Linked DNA regions of Zea mays: regions 2 and 3 are each linked to region 1. Evidence: chromatin contacts called from public Hi-C data. All regions are on one chromosome and are shown on one strand. The core of a region is the stretch at or near the end of the contact, and the rest is flanking DNA. Distances in the headings are between cores, read along the strand shown.

Evidence for each region. A called contact is a pair of places that touch in the nucleus more often than the background predicts.
Region 2: a contact with region 1 is called in a Hi-C map of bundle sheath, with 1.7 times the contacts expected there. The contact joins the promoter of LOC100381968 here to the promoter of LOC100285278 in region 1. A contact is called at or near these places in 4 of 25 Hi-C or Micro-C datasets (bundle sheath, ear, leaf and 1 more).
Region 3: a Hi-C map of ear shows a contact between it and region 1, with 3 times the contacts expected there. The contact joins the promoter of LOC109942738 here to the promoter of LOC100285278 in region 1. A contact is called at or near these places in 2 of 25 Hi-C or Micro-C datasets (ear and leaf).

What each region holds. Positions count from the first base shown.
Region 1 is chr1:5,768,261-5,771,958 of Zm-B73-REFERENCE-NAM-5.0, reverse strand. LOC100285278 reads right to left here and starts at 1,648. Exons shown (of 4, transcript NM_001367218.1): 1 at 725-1,648; 2 at 432-564; 3 at 223-307. The coding sequence starts at 1,524.
Region 2 is chr1:5,566,742-5,570,439 of Zm-B73-REFERENCE-NAM-5.0, reverse strand. It overlaps LOC100381968 (putative CBL-interacting protein kinase family protein), which reads left to right and starts at 2,146. Exons shown (of 14, transcript NM_001174740.1): 1 at 2,146-2,463; 2 at 3,371-3,433; 3 at 3,513-3,584. The coding sequence starts at 2,284.
Region 3 is chr1:5,972,077-5,975,774 of Zm-B73-REFERENCE-NAM-5.0, reverse strand. LOC109942738 (cytochrome c oxidase assembly protein COX19) reads right to left here and starts at 1,732. Exons shown (of 5, transcript XM_020544959.2): 1 at 1,417-1,732; 2 at 676-759; 3 at 474-562; 4 at 294-391. The coding sequence starts at 685.

The DNA of each region.
Region 1 (3,698 bases), core at 399-2,898:
ACGATTCAGGCTTTCACAAACCGTGGGCACACGAACTGGGCCGGACAAGCCAGCATGTCAATATTGGAGTTGCTTCTGCTAACTTATTGCTTATCCAAGACTTGTACCTAGCATTCTAGCATGCTACAACTCATAGTGCCCAGCACACCGCCGGCCGGACGTTGACGAACACAGCGAGGAAGAAGCAGGTGTGCAGGTGAGTGAGATGATGAGACGACGCACCGTCACGCAGCTGCGCCTGCTGCTCCATGGCCTGCAGCCGGAACTTGAGCTCGTTGTTCTGCGTCGCGATCCCCGCGGAGTCCCGCTGTGAGGACAAAATAAGAAGAAGAAGTTGTGATCGAGTCGCACACGCACGAACGATGATACGGAGGATTTCGCTGCAATTCAAAGTGCATTAGAGATTAGCGTAGGGGAGAGTAGCTAGGTACCTGAAGAAGCGTGAGCTGGGCGGAGAGAGTGGTGGCCTCCGTCTGCAGGATCTGCACCTTGTGCTCCAGCTCGCCAATGTATCGCATCTTGCGCTCCTTGGACCGCGCCGCCGACTGCCTGTTGGCCAGCACCCTAGCAAGCGACGAACCGCACCGCAGCTCGATCAGTCCGAAGCTAAACATTTTGCCAGTTCGACGGGTCCAAAGAAGTAGCAAGAACAATGGGAGGGAGCCACGCCCACGCGCGGGGGTCCCAAAGATTTAAGATGAGTGGCATCGGGTAGCGGTCTTACCTCTTGACGCGCTTGGGGTCGGCGAGCGCCATCTCGGCCAGCTTCTCGTCGGCCATGATCTTCTTCATCTCGACCGGCGAAAACTCGCCGGTGCCGAACTCGAGGCTGAACCTGTTGGGTCCCGGAATGACGCCGCTAGCGGCGCCCGTCGCGCCGGCGGAGAAGTTGAGCTTGCCGATGAGGCTATCCATGGACAGGCTCCTGGCGTGGCGCGCCACGGGCGCAGCGGCGGCCCTCTTGAGCCCCTCCCGCCTGTCGGCAGCGGCGGCGCAGAGGCGGATCCCGGCGCGGCTGTCGGCGGCGCACTCCTCCGACTCGTTCTCGCTGCTGTCGGCGCCGTTGGTCCTCATGCTGCTGCCGCGGCTGTCCCCGTCGTCGAGGCGGTCGTCGGAGGAGTTGAGCCCGTCCAGCCCCTCCAGGTTGAGGTACGCGTTGAACAGGTCGTCGTCGCCGCCGCCGCCGCCGCCGGCGGGGAGGTGGCCGCCCCAGCCGGCCTCCACCTTGGGCGGCGGGAGCTGGTGGTGGCCCGCCGGCGGGAAGTAGCCGAACGGGACGTCGCTGCGGGAGCGCCGGTGCGCCTTGCGCGGGCCAGCCGCGGGGTCGACGGCCTCCATGCACACGTCCCCGCGCTGCTGGGCCGCGAACGCCTGCGGCAGCGGCGGCAGCCCCGGCGGCCTGGTCAGCCTATTGGCGCTGCCCTGCTCGGGCACGAACGCCGCCATCGGCAGCGACATCCCCAGCGTTTGCTGCACCATGGCGGCCGCGGCCGCGGCCGCGTGCGCGTCGCCGACGCCGTTCATGCTGCGGCGCGCGCGGCCTGGCTGCACTGCACCCGCCGCTCGAGGGAGCTCGAGTGCTTGCTTAGCCCCACGCGCTCGCGGACGAGGCTTCGGCGTCGGCGGAGCAGCGCGTGCGCTGGTTCTGGCTGCGGACACTGCGGGCGACGCACGCAGACGCAGACGCAGCGCGGCGGCGGTGGCACGGAATGGGATGCGGGGCCGGCTCGACTGGGTCGCGCGGGCGCTTTTAAGGGTATTAAATTTAATCGGCGTTTGGTGACGGGCGGGCGGACGGGCTGAGGCGGTGGGGTTGCCGTGCCGGCCCAAGCTATTCCTTCGTCGCGCGCGGCTCGGCGTGCCGTGCCCCCCCTTGGTGCGCTCGCTAGGCGCCACTCGACGGACCTGCGCTGCGCGTGCCGCGTTCGGCAGCCTAGCACACCGCCGCATGGTGCCAGTTTGGGGGCGGGCCGGGCAAGAACGCCACGCCGTGCGCGCACATACTCCAGCAGTATGTGCACATCGACCTCGTGCATGCTGTCGTCCTCTTGCAGTAGAGTATTGTCAGGACGTGGTGCATGCATTCATGCCCGGTTTGAACATTCTGTACGTGCGACGTACGAGTCTCGCTGCGCGTACAGTACAGTGCACGAAACATCCCCTCCCTCCGCTGGACCTGACGGTGGCTAGCTACTCCAGTCCAGGCTGTACAAACTGTAGCAGCCAGCAGCCTGTGCCGCTTCAGTTTTCTTGTCGTTTCCTGGCACGATGTGGTGCATGAATAACACTGTTTTCTGCGATGCCGACCACAGTATAGGTAGCAGGAGGGAACATCGGGATTGTAAGACGCAATTTGTAGGCATTTTTTCCATCTCGCTCGACAAAACTAGACTGGGAAATTTTAGAGCTAGTTTGGAAGTCCAAATAACGGAGGAGATTTGGAGGAGCTAAAATTCACTTCTTATTCAATTTTGAATAAGGAGGGGGATTTTAGCCCTCGAATACCCTCCGGTTTTGTGGCTTCTAAACTAGCCCTTAAAGAACGATTTTAGCTCACTTAGTTTTTTTTTTGGGCGGGGAGGGGGATTTTTTTAACAAAAAAAACTGAAAAACCGTGGGAGGCAACAAAGCTACCAAATATTGTTGAATGTGTTTCTTGCCTAGCCAGACAAATGGCAACTGGCAGTTAGATGAATACCTTTCGTTTCCGTCTAGAAGACCTGATTGCACATAAGTTTATGATTGTTTGCAGTAATCTCGTCTCCTTCCGGGAGGAAAAAAAAGGGACGCATGCAAAGGTAAAAGGCTACATCTATTTAAAATAATTTATAATGCGCGATTTTCTTTAGTCCCACGACTGCAGGTCATGTGTTCTCCGATACGGAGACCTCGGCTTTAACTTTGTTGGTTGATCGATTGATGGGAGTATGAGTATCAGGTGCGGTGCGGTGCGATCCGATCCGTTTGTTCGATTCCCGAACAACACCGATCGAGCGCGTCTGAAGACTAGGAATGAGGACGCGGGAGCCGGTGCACGGTGCACGCGCCTGTTTTCCTTGGCCGGCAAGGCAAGGCAAGGCAAGGCCGCGGCAAGTCACGTGCCCCTGGGCCCCCGGGCCCTGCCATGTGTGCGCAATGCAGAGGCAGAGACTAGTGCCTGGGCGCCTGCAGTCCTTTTTCCTCTGTGAGTGAATGAACGAATCGCGCAGGGAGGGAATTGGAGGAGGCAACTGCAGCAGACCCGGCGGTGCCGCATGGACGACGACATGGCCATAATGGCAAAAGCCACGGGAAAGCCAGCTACTAGTCTAGTGGTTTGGTGGTACGTAGCGATGTCCAAGCCGGGGGCGGCGCGGAAGCGGCTCACACTTCTCTCGCGGTTTGGCTGCAAAAGCGTCAAAGGAAAAAAAAAAAGGGGGCCACTTTTAGTGTCGCGTGGGGACCACGGAAGTCATGCGGCGCGGGCCCCGATCCGGCGCGAGGAGTAGAAACAAAGCAGCAGCAGTCTGCAGTCCACCACCACCGGTCCACCGTCGCCGCTTCGCATGGCTCCTGGCGCGGCACATGGAGGGGCAGGGGCCGAAACCGCCGTCCCGGGCGATCGCGGCCGTCCGTCCGTTTCCGTGCGTGGCGAGGAGCCCACGACGCGACGCGTGGACCGTGACGTCTCCGCCCGCGCGCGCCCGTCGCTGGACTGG
Region 2 (3,698 bases), core at 897-3,396, 200 kb after region 1:
GTTGGTCTTTGGACCGCTTGAGAGGGGTTGATTGCAACCCTCGTCCGTTGGGACGCCACAACGTGGAGTAGGCAAGCATTGGTCTTGGCCGAACCACGGGATAAACCACTGTGTCATCTCTGTGTTTGATCTCTTGTGGTATTGTGTCTTACTCCTCTCTAGCCACTTGGCAATAATTGTGCTAACACTTAACAAGTTTTTGTGGCTATAAGTTTAAGTTTTACAGGATCACCTATTCACCCCCCTCTAGGTGCTCTCAAGCAGGCCCCTACCTGGCGCGCCAAATGTCGGCGTTTCGACCCCGGGGGGTCCCTGGACCGACGAGTAAAATTGTCGCTGCGTGTCCTAGCCCAGATGGGTTGGCGCGAGATGGAACACAAGGGGAAAAACACGGCTCGTGTTATCCCGCGCCAGGGGGATGCGCTCGTAGTAGGGGTTACAAACGTTCGCGGGGGAGAGAGAGCGAGCCTGTTGGTCAGCCCGTCCTCCCGCGCGACCCTCTCGCATGAGGGCCCTGAACCTTCCTTTTATAGATGCAAGGAGAGGGTCCAGGTGTACAATGGGGGTGTAGCTATGCGCTAACATGTCCGGCAGAGAGGTGCCTGAGCCCTGTGTACATGCCAACGTGGCTGTCGGAGAGGTGCTAGAGCCCTGTGTGCGCGGTATCGTGGCCGTCGGAGGAGCGCTTGAGCCCTGTAGAAGCACAGCTGTCGGGGCTGCTGGGATCTTGCTGACGTCTCCTTGCTTCCGTAGGGGGCTGAGAACCACCGTCGTCATGGACGCACGCGGGGAGCCATCATTACTTGTTACCGGGGCGAGCCTGGATGGGACACCGGTCTTGTTCCCCGTAGCCTGAGCTAGCTAGGGGTAGGGTAATGATGTATCCCCCCGTGGCGTGGTCGGTCCGAGCCCAAGGTCAGGCAAGGCGGAGACTTCTCCTGAGGCCGAGGCCGGGGTCGGGCGAGGACGCGATTCCTCCCGAGGTCGAGGTTGAGGCTGAGCCCTGGGGTCGGGCGAGGTGGAGTCCTCATTCCGAGGCCGAGGTTGAGGCCGAGCCCTGGGGGCGGGCGAGGCGGAGACCACCTTCCGAGGCCGAAGCGGGGGCCGAGCCCTATGGTCGGGCGAGGCGGAGACCTCCTCCTGAGGCCGAGGCCCAAGGTCGGGCGAGGCGGAGCTTCCTGTTGCGCCTGAGGCTGAACTTGGCTGTTGCCAGCCTCAATCTGACGGGTGGAACAACAGTCGGAGCGGGGCGAGTAGCGCTGTTTTCCTGTCATGTCGATCAGTGGAAGGGCGAAGTGACTGTGGTCACTTCGACCTTGCCGACTGAGGCACGTGTGTCAGGATAAGGCGTCAGGCGATCCTCGCATTGAATGCGCCTGCGATACGGTCGGTTGGTGAGGCGATTTGGCCAAGGTTGCTTCACAACGAAGCCTGCCCGAGCTGGGGTTCGGGCGAGTCGAGAAAGCGTCCATTGCTTGAAGAAGCCCTCGGGCGAGGCGAGAATTTGTCTGGGACTACTGTTCCCGCCCGAGGCTGGGCTCGGGTGGGGCGAGATCGCGTTCCTTGAGCAGACGAAGTCTTGACCTGAATCGTGTTCATCAGTCTCTGCAGCTTGTGCTGATGGTGGTTACCAGCCGTATTTAGGAGTGTTGGGAGTACCCCTAATTACGGTACCCGACATTTGTGTTATATCTACCAACATGTTTGTTGTTCTAAGTAAAATGAACATAGTCACATGGTATTTGTTTAGAGTAACGGTATCTGGCGGATACAGGCACAATCATGGAATTTTACTCGTAACCTATCGCAGGTATAAGTACCAAGTAGAGGCATGCATATCCTGGTGAACGAAGAATTGGCTTACCTATGGTACCCGATCCGCTGTAATTTTAGTGCTTGTTCAGTTATTCTTATCCAATATCGATTTGATGATATTGAAAAAAAAATTATGAAAGATTTTAACTTGTTTAAGATTAAAACTCACCTAATCTTATTCTAATACATATAAATTAAGAGCAAAACGATTCTTAAACGTTACGGACTTACGGTTACGGTACTGACCGGACCGGCTCACCAGCGCAAGCGACACCCAGCGCCGCGGCTCTATAAAGCCGCAGGCGCGCGGAGCGGAGGTCGCGAGAGCAAAATTCACTGCTCCCTGCCCGTCGAACCAGCCGAGCAAGCCAACGCAAACCCAGCGAGCCGCGGCACCTCGTCGCGCGCGCCTTGCCTGTCCGCTTCTTCGTCCGATCGTCCGCCGGTCCGAGCCGAGCCCCCCGAAGTATGGCGGAGCCCGCGGCGGCGGGGAGGAAGACGCGGGTGGGGCCGTACGAGGTCGGCAAGACCATCGGGGAGGGCAGCTTCGCCAAGGTGAAGCACGCCCACGACTCCCGCACGGGCGCCGTCCGCGCTATCAAGGTGCTCGACCGCAGCCACGTTCTCCGCCACAAGATGGTCGAGCAGGTCCATCCCTCTCCTCGCTCCGTGCCTGGAATCCTTCCCCCCTTTCTCTCCCCTTCGCAGACCGCTGGAATCAATTTAGCCTCGGGGGAATTTAAAAATCCTGGAGCTGCCACAGGAAGATCTCTCTGTAATTTATAATTTGTTCGCATGTCAGTCACGTGTGATGGTCGAAGAATATCCTTTGACGTCTCTGTCGTGGCCGAGAGGATTGTCTGTGACGAGACATCATGCGTCTGATCGAGTGCCCAGCTTTGCTTAAGCTTTTGATTGGTGTGGAGAATTAGATAGGATGGGACGGGGCGAAGCTAGGATCTGAAATTAGGGGACCAAATTGGGGTCTGTTAGAAGCATTTTTTTATCATTTACATGAGAATTAGCTAAAGAAACTAACAGTCCCTATAGAATTAGGGGAGTATTAGGGGGGACATTGGCCCCTGTGCCCCCCCCCCCCCCCCCCCCTCCCTGCGGTCGCCCCTGCCCACAAGGAAGAACTATACGCTCCCAGTGTTCCTTTTTTTAGATTGAGATTGAAGACATGGAGTAATGAAGATCGGGTTAATATTTTCCGATGCAATTTTACTGAATGAACAAAAATCTCTTCATCGACCCATCCTCATTTCTTTAGACATTGAAGACAGGGAATATTGAAGAGCTAATTCCAATACAATCTTCATCAACCCTTCCTCATTTTTTTTTAAGATTGAAGACAGGGAGAGTATTGAAGAGCTAATATTTCCCAATACAGTTTACTGAATGAGAGAAAAAAACCCTCTTTATCAGCCCTTAATTTGTGTGGTGAAATATCAATATGCTAACATTAGATGTCTGCTGTCAAGTTGCTTCAACAGTTCCATTTACTGTTTAGCCTCACTTTGGAAAGTGAATGCACCTCTTCTTGTTCTTCCAGATCAAACGGGAGATTTCGACTTTGAAGCTAATCAAACATCCCAACGTGGTTCAGCTGCATGAGGTATAATATTTTTGTGAGACGTGATGATGCATGTTTCATTAACTTTTGATGATTCCATCATTTTGTGTGCATTTGATAGGTTATGGCGAGTAGGACGAAGATATACATGGTTCTTGAATTTGTTGATGGAGGCGAGTTATTCGATAAGATCGTAAGGCTCTCAAAACTTTCAGTGGGTCATATTGTTACTCTTTTACTTTTGTACATTGCTTTTAACATGTCGTGGGCTTAGTTTTTTAGACCCTGGCATATATTTAGATAGTTG
Region 3 (3,698 bases), core at 483-2,982, 200 kb before region 1:
GGATGCTGAAAGGATTTGAGTGTAGGAAAGAGAATTAGTTTCAACCAAAAGGCCAACTATCTAGAAACTTGGATAGTTACCGATATTTTGGCTTCACTTCATACATATTAATATGTTTCTATAGCTTCCTTTGGTCATTAATTTTGTAGAATGTAGCATGCTAAGCGCAAAAGCTAAATTACCCCTAGGTTTAGAAAATATATATAAGCCAAAAATGAGGTTATGTGCCTATATCAGGAAACTTTTACAGATATGAAATTAGCATATAGACAATATGAACTAAGCATGCCAACCTCTCCATTCGACATTCCAGATACTTCTTTGAGAACTGTCGACATTTTTCAGATTGAAACCCTGTAGATTTCAGGCAGGCAAGATAGTCTTTCTTCTCCTGTTTGAATAGTTACTGTCACTAATACAAAAAGTGTACAGCAGCAGTGGTAACTGATAGAATTCTTCAGCCTTAGCCTTACCAAGTCGCACTCATGTAAGTGGTCCAATGGGAATACACCTTTTTCAGGGGGTACAGGCCTCAGCCCCCTATTTCCACCAAAAGCACCACCTGTGAAAACTCACAAAGTTATTCAGATCTGTGTAAAAAATATAAATTAAAATAGTAAATTTTAAATAGAAAACAATTTTAAGAGGTTAAACCCTAAAGCCAGTGCACCTTACCGGCACTCATTTCCGAAAAAGTTCAGACAAATGCCTTCAGGAATAAAGTCGGATCTCTAACAGTTGCGCCCACAATGCTCAGCACTGCAACAGCATAATCAGGTCAGCGATGCCAGTAGCATTCATACAGTTCATTTGGCAAGCACTTTATAATCGGTAAATGCAGTGTAAAAATCGATCGATCGAAACCTCGACTTGGTAATCAGTAAATATCATGTTTATACCTATTCAAACAAACTGCCGGATGATCATACAACATTTTAGTGTACTACAAGAATAGCAACAAGTATCACAAAGCCAAACTATAGAATAGCCAATATAAGCATTGTGTGCTTATGTAGTTTGCAAGTTGCAACAGAAAACAACCACCGGATGCATGAAGTTACGAAGATGTATTTGAATAAGAGTGGCCAATTAACCGGCAAGGGTGTACCAGGAGCTCAGAACATACAGATGCATCTAGACGTGGATCTAGAAAACTAGCATGTGGCTTTTGGTGGCATGAGTGCATCGGCGGAGCTGGTGAATTTTCTTGAGCATCCAAATCACCCACATACCCAGGGGCGAAGCCAGAATTTGAGTTTGAGGGGGTAAATCAGATTGAGGGGGGGCTATTAAGAGGTATTTTATATTATTTACATGGTAATTAGCTAAAAAAGTAGTAGCTCTTATGGAATTTGGGGAGGATTAGGGGGGACGTTGCACCCCTGTGCCCCTCCCTGGAATCGCCCCTGCACATACCAAGCCCGATCCCGAGCTCCTGCGGACCTGGCCGCTGGTGCCTTGCCCACACCGCAACGGAGATGCCGGCACGCCGCTCGGCGCTTACGGCTGGCCGGCCAGGCGGGCAGCCGCCCACCCCAGTGCGCCCGGCGCCTCCCAACCGGACACGGACAGCCCCTAGGTCGCTGCCTGCTGGATTGATGCGGCGGCAGACGGCGTGGAGAGGGACGGACGGCGGTCGGTCGGATTGCGGTGCAGCCGCCGAGTCGGGGTCGGCCGTAGTGACGGGTCGTGGCCTCACGTGAGTCGGCCGAATTTTTTTGTATTTTAGTTTTTCTTATAAAAAGTTTACGTTTAGGTTTTAAACCTATGCTCTGCGTCATAGGTTATGACACCGAGTTGCGAGATAGATAACAGGACAACCCATGTGGCAAACTAGCTCGGCATCACGAATCTTGGTGCCGAGCTAGTATTTATGCTCGGGCTCATCTTCTTTCTCCATTCTCTCCTTCCCTTCCTCTCATGCCCGACTAGCCGCTGCCGCCCGTCGACCGGCCGGCGCACCCACCCCACGCCCACCCACCGCCGCACTGCCCACCCGACCTGTCGTCGGACTGTCGCCGTGTCCCACGCACCGCCACTGTAAGTAAAGAGTACTAGAATAGGGCAGCGCCCTATCGAACGCTACAGTTATTGTAGCACAATCGTATACTAAAAAATCGTTCGAGTGGCAGATCTTGCGGTGATGCAAGCTACATATCTACGATAGTCAAGTTCACAGTTACAAAATATAATATAAATCAAAGTCGTTATAGGTTACTGGTTACATAAATGTATGAGCATCACGATTTGCAGCCTTGTAGCATGAATATAGAAGGACCAAAATAATATACGACGTGATCCGCAAACGCAAAATACACAAGAGCGGGTTGTGGTTGTGCAGGCATTGACTACGGCTAGACCTAGTGGGTAACATCACGCACTGGCTAAACATCAGGGAGGAAAGACTTAATCCATAATCAGAGACGGGAAGTGTAGACGTGGCATGAACATCTTTAAAGTCTCCACCACGACACAGCGCTAACCTGCGACACATCGTGAACAAACAAAATTAGTTACGAGTCAAAAAATGCAGGAACAACACGCATATGAACTATCTTACATTTTAAATCTTATGACTATATGACTATATGGCTGTACCTATTGGAAGCCTAGTCTTGATACAAGTCTATGATATAAGTTGTTGGTTACCAAATATAATATACTACAAAAGCACTCCCTGTAACTTATGAAGGGTATGACTTCATTGATAATCCTCGGCAACCTTTTGAATACCAAACACGATATTAAAAGGAGAACTGCAACTTCCTGATAAAGAGCGTTTACAAGCACGAGGACCGCAAAGGTCAAGGAATTCCCAGATAAATATAGGTGCTTCAATTTCATAGTGTTTTTTCTGTGGCAGTACCATTCAGTTTGTTACTTCAGAGGTCTAGTATAGCTAAAGCTGCAAGCATACCAACCTCAGATGGTACATGTCCAGAAAGCCCATACTTCTTGGTAGCAATAAAGTTCATATACCAAAGGATGTGAATTTAATCGGTAAGTATTGATAACATCTATTGACGATAAAAGTGGAAACAAAACAAGCTTCTACTGCCTACTGGGTATTGGGGACTCAAGAACCCTCGTGGTTGACTATGTTAAAAAGAATCTTCTTGGGGTAAATCTCTAATTGTGTAATGCCTACATATCCTTTATTCAGTAGTAATTATGATGTTCAATTATGCTCATCTTTTCAAAAAAATGCTCAACGCCTAAGTCACATGCCAGGCAACATACTCTTACTGCTGCAAAACAAGTATCAAAGGGTGCGACATGACTGGGCGGTGTGTATATTGGTGGTAGGATATGCTGGTAATCTGTAACTGAAAGGGAAATGTGCCCTTGGGCCATTTCTAAGTATTTTGGTGATTTAGTGTCCAACACAAGTGCCTAAGTGTTAAATGGTGGACAAAGTACAAATCAAGTATAAAGGTATGTTTCTCAGACTTAGTACATTGTTTTAGAGACTAATGTATTGTGTCTAAGTGCTGGAAACAGGAAAAATCAAGTTGAAATTAAAGATGGCTTTGTTCAGCCAAAGTCAGCTCTGTCTGGGTGCACCGGACTGTCCGGTGTGTCAGGCTGGCTCAGGCGAACTTGCTGCTCTCGGGAAAGTGATTAACGGCGTACGGCTATAATTCACCGGACTGTCCGGTGTGCACCGGACTGTCCGGTGAGCCAACGGTCGGCTGGGC